Linked DNA regions of Hordeum vulgare: region 2 is linked to region 1. Evidence: chromatin contacts called from public Hi-C data. All regions are on one chromosome and are shown on one strand. The core of a region is the stretch at or near the end of the contact, and the rest is flanking DNA. Distances in the headings are between cores, read along the strand shown.

Evidence for each region. Hi-C and Micro-C count contacts between places; a contact is called where the count stands out from the background.
Region 2: a contact with region 1 is called in a Hi-C map of leaf, with 8 times the contacts expected there. The contact joins the promoter of LOC123411923 here to the promoter of LOC123411551 in region 1. A contact is called at or near these places in 5 of 6 Hi-C or Micro-C datasets (leaf, seedling and an unstated tissue) and 1 of 1 datasets of contacts at active chromatin or transcription factors (embryo).

Annotation. Positions count from the first base shown.
Region 1 is chr7H:546,421,519-546,424,218 of MorexV3_pseudomolecules_assembly, reverse strand. It overlaps LOC123411551, which reads left to right and starts at 1,334. Exons shown (of 5, transcript XM_045104516.1): 1 at 1,334-1,601; 2 at 1,771-2,364. The coding sequence starts at 1,820.
Region 2 is chr7H:546,712,140-546,714,839 of MorexV3_pseudomolecules_assembly, reverse strand. It overlaps LOC123411923 (stromal processing peptidase, chloroplastic), which reads right to left and starts at 1,346. Exons shown (of 25, transcript XM_045104881.1): 1 at 1,057-1,346; 2 at 772-967; 3 at 1-163. The coding sequence starts at 1,262.

The DNA.
Region 1 (2,700 bases), core at 85-2,584:
GCAAAATTTGTCTTGGTGTGGTAAGATAAATAAGATATGTGTTGAGAAAATTTTAAACCAACGAAAGAAGAGATGGAGGCGAGGGGACAAATACAACCAGTACAACATTGTTATTTTTTTCCGTGACAACGCACGAACATTTAGCTAATCATAAATAATGGCAATTCAGTGACCAAAATGGCGGGTCATTATCAACCATATTCCTTGTAGTGCCAGTTGGGCTCACCATACATCCGTGTGAGTCTTCAAAGATCCCCATTCACCTTCTTCACTGAAACGTCGATGAAATCGAGGGTGGTAGTGCGGTAGTTAATGGAACATGTTTTACACTCGCCACTCACGACAACGCCCTCTTAAGGGTCTACATGATGACCTTTGGAGAAAACCAACATCAATACTCGCAATCCCTCACCATCAATTCATGACATTGAAGAAATCGGGCCATACTCCAAACAAACTGAAAGAAAAGTTCAAAGTTGTCGTCCCAAGAACCAGTTAACTGATTTTTATAGACTCACAAACTAATAAGATCTAAGATAAGTAATAAATATGGCAAGACCTACTCCCATAGGCCCTTCGTCGGTGTTAGATTGGACGTTGTTGAGGTAGAAAAAAGACCCTATTCCACCGCATCATCACCGCTTCCACTCACCACCGATATTGCCATGGAATCAAAAATTTAAGAAAACAAGGACCTGTTAGAGCTAACTAAGAACAACGAAAGGAACGGGTCTCTACTCCTCGGACGGTCGACGAGACCGCCGGATCGGAGATAGGAGGAGGACCAAGCCGCAACGGTGGGACCTTCGTGTTTGCAAAGACACAATCCCCCCCCCCCCCCACCCACACACACAAAAAAAAGATATACAATAAGTTAACGAGGCATCGTATTCTTTTTTTGTTGTTGTTGAAATGACGAGCCATCGTATCCAGATCGTAAGGCTTTCCGTAATGCATTGTCTCTTAGCGCGGTATCCTAGGTAGTATACGATCGTTAGATACAACCATCCTAATGTATTGTATGTTAAGTGTCGTATCTTAGTAAGCATGTATTTAATGATTTTGGCCTCATACTAATATGTGATTGGTCTAACAAGTTATTTTGCCTATGATACCGTGCAAGAGCCGTATCCTAAATAAGATACAACAACCTCCTCTTTCCTCAATAAATATAGTGCCACGTCAGCATTTTGCCTATGATATTGTGCCAAGATACTATCATTACGGAAGGCCTAATGCAGGACTGGGTGACGGCATGCTGGCGCTGCGCCGTTATAATTCGCCAGACCAGGCATAGGCGAGACGCTTTTCCACGGCTCGCTCGCCCGACCCCATCAAACGGTGAGCAGCAGCGGGGAAAAAAAAAGAAACACAGAGAGAGAGAGAGCGAGCGAGCGCTCGGGGACGCCCGTTCCTCTTCCTCCGCAAGAAACAGGCGCAAACACAACAACACAGTGGAGCCAACGGAATCTCTCCCCAAATCGATCTCTCGTCTCCGGGCCGAGACCCCCCAATTCCCAGCCCCCAGCCCCCATTCCGGTCGCCCTGATCCTCCCCCGCAGGCGATTCATCGGAGTTCGCCGCCCCTCGCGGCCCCGCCGGTAAGCCCAATCCCCTACGCCTACGGCCCTGCCCTGTCTCGCGTCTCTCTCGCCCGTGCCATGCGCAGTTGGATCTTCCTTTTTTTTCCCGCGACGTCCTCTGTTTTCGTGCCCGCTGGGTTGCTCTTTGTGCGAATTTCTCAGCGGTTGTTGCTGTAATCCGCCGCAGGGTTCTCTGATTCCGCCTCGGGGATCTCTCCGTCGCTCGCCGACCAGCCATGGCGCCGGCTTCGGCTTCGGCTCCGGCTTTGGACGTCGAGGGCGAGGTCGGCGGCGGCAACAACACCCAGAACGCGCTCAAGTCCGAAGACGACGGGGAGCGTTCCGTCGCTCCCGGAGGCGGTTCTGTGCCCGGTGAATTCCGCTCAGATGACCCGGCCACAGCTGTTTGTGAGGACGGCATCGACTCCTCAGATGACCCTGCCCCGGCTGTGGATGTCAACGGCAAGGGCGACGGGGCCAAGGAGAATCTGGGCAAGGTGCGGGTGAAATCCGAGCCCGAGCCCGAGCACTGCGAAGGCACCGTTCTCGCCCCTTGCACCCGGCCTGCGGGTGCCGATTTTGTGGGGATAGCTTCCTCCTCCTATAAGCCGCCCATGGCGAGTCCGGACGACTCGACTGACGAGCGAGGAGGGGATAGCACGGAGTGCTCAAGCTCGTTCGCGGACTCTGACACTCGTGATGAGGCAGACAATGGTGACATGGAAGTGAATTCTCCATTTTCAGCTCATGCTGATGGCGGTCAAGCCTCCCTGATGCCCAGGTGAGTCTGTTGTCAGTTCCTTGTATGCACTGAATGCTGTTGATTGGATGATTATGCAATCCTGTTTCCAGATTGTCTGATTCTATTGTTTGAGAAAGAAATGAACAAGTAGAGTACCCTGTTAGGCAGTTAGTAACTGATATTGTACACTCTTAGCCCTGGGTTTCCCGCGCTCGCAGGGTAAAGAGCAGTGCTATGCGTACGATATTTTTCTTACGACTTTGTACGACACTGCTCAGCCACCCTTGGATCAGATCTATGCATCAATGGTAATCGTGGGATCATAAACGTCGGACGTGAATCGTAAATATCAAGTCGTACGCAGAGCAATTTCAC
Region 2 (2,700 bases), core at 97-2,596, 290 kb before region 1:
TTAGCTTTGGATGGGACGGAAGAGGAGTGTCCAGGACATCTTCAAGCGCCCCGTTTCTTATCGTGGGGTCATAAGGTTTATCAAGAGCTGTCTCAGACCATGTTGGACTTGCAACATGTGGTTCGTCAGGTCCAGCAGCACGTAATATATGACTACGCCTGGTCTGAGAAACATCAAAAAGTTAAGTCAGTGCCTTCAACATTTAGCTTGCTGCATACTCAAATACCGATAAGCAACTGCCCTCTCGCTATATGTTTGCTTGGTACTCCCTCCATTTCTAAATATAAGTCTTTTTAGAGATTTCACAAGGAGAGTACATACGGAGCAAAATGAATGAATCTATACTCTAAAGTATGTCCATATACATCCGTATATAGTTCTCTAGTAACCTCTAAAAGGACTTATATTTAGGAACGGAGGAAGTACAATATTTGCAGTACAAAACCTCCCGCTAGTGAGGCTCAACATTTAGCTTGACAGTTAATGGAAAAACAAACATGTGCAGGCTTCATGGACATAGAAACCAGGGAATCCCTTTAGTAGAAAAAATAACGCTTAATTCTGTTTACACTTGTACTGATGGTCAGTCCACATTTATTGTGCTGCTCATATACCCTCCATAATTCGCACCACTAATTAAGGAACCAGGCAGAACATATATTAAGAAGAGAAGTAAAGAACAAGGCACTTTTCCCCAGCAGTCACCACGTGCAATCCGTTAACAGAAAGATATAGCTGCCTAATAATCCATCAATTCAGAGGAAAACAAACCTTAGGCCCGCTCCACCGGCTGTGTAGCGATAAGCCCGAGGTGTGCGGGAGCGCGCAGGGCGCGAACCTGGCGAGCCCGGGTCGTCCCCGCCTCCGGCTCCTCGGGAAGCAGGAGAGGCACCCGTCCCTCTCCTCGCCGAGAATCCCAGCGGACGACGCAGACGCCGCCCCGAGCCCTTGCGTCCGCCTCCTCGACCTGCGGGCAGGCACGCACAGAAGGACGCGAATCAGCAATTCGCTAACAAACCCGGTGGGCCCTCGCGGGCGGCGTGGGTCAGTACTCACCTGGGCGTGACGGCGCGGCGGTGCGTGCAGCGGAGGGGGTTGGCGGGCGCGGCGGTGGCGGAGGGGCGCAGGGTGAGGGAGGCGCGTGGGCGGAAGGCGTGGGAGGAGTGGTGCACGGCGGCGGCGGAGAGGGAGAGGCCCGGGGCGAGGCGCGGGGGCGCGGCCGCCGCAGCCGCGACGACGGAGGGGGAGGGGAAGGAGGCCATGGGTGGGATGGCCCGGAGGGGGGGGAGGGGAGGATAGGAGAGCGAGAGAACGCTGCTCTCTCTCTCTCTCTCTATTACTAGTCTTTTCTGGGCATTTTGGTGTTTTTGTGAGGGTAAAATAGGCTGGGGCCTATCGAGGAGTTGGGGGCCGGCACGGCGGCTTTCGCGGCTGCGAGAGGTGGGGACGCAAATATCCTCCTGACTCGCGAGTTGGTGCCGGAAGTCTTCCCTTTTAAAAATAAAAAAAAAGGCAAAAGTTTTGTCTTGTTCCATTAATTATTAAGAAAAAGTTTAGACAAAATTTCAAGCTTACAAGACAACATGGTCCAATCAAAACAGAAAAAATCACTTTCCCGAAATTAAATTGTTCAAAAATTTAGCCTCGGCTATGACCTACGTCTTGGCCTCGTCCTTGATTATTGCACCACTCTCGTTGTGAGAGATTCTTTATTACAAAAGGCCTTAACATTTCTTTTGTTTCAGATTTTCCAGCACATAAGCATTTGCGGGGAGATTCTCGTCTTTTTAGAATAGTCAGGTCATCCATCATTGACGGTCCATTATTGCTTGACTATTCGCAGATCACTCCATGAATGCGTTGCACACTGTATCCCCATCCAATTATAATTCATGTTTTAGACTCTTATGATGTCGGAAGTCACCCTGTGCATTTTAAGACCGAATCAAGAAACATACTGACAATAAACCGAATCAAAAAAACATACTAAAAATAAACCGAACCGAATCATTTTTATGGTTTTAATGTTTAAGAATTCGTTCGATTAATCGGTTAATGTGTCAGTTAATCGCTACTTGTTGATGGCCGATTCAAATAACACTTATTCATCATTTTAACTTGTCAGGTCGATTAAATGGCCTGTAAGGCCGATTAAATGGCCTATCAAGCCCATTAACTGACCCGTCAAACCGATTAATCGGTTGTCAAGATGATTAACCACAACTAGCCTATTAACTCGTGGGGAAACAAAGTCCAAATTTTTGACATGTAACCTCTCCTATGGTCCTCTCGCTCCTCAATAGCTAGGATTTGATTAAACAGTAGCATGTTTTGGTATACTATATAGCTGACAGCATGAGAGTAGGGTATAATTCATTAAAAAAACTAGAATATGTTCGCATATTCCGAGTTAATCTATCGATTAATAATCGCCCGATTAATCCAGTTAATGGGATGATTCATCGATTAATCGCTACTCCCAAATCGACCAAACAACTACCATTTACGATTTCCTTAACAATGGGTTTATTTTTTTTGATATGGTATGAACTTTTCATGCCGTTTTGAAAATTGATTTTTATGGTATATATTGAAAAAACGAATGGTTAACCGAATAAATCAAAGTAAATAATATATTTATATATCTTGGGGTAGACAACCATACAAGTAGTTATTTTTATACAAAAGCTAGATTTCTTG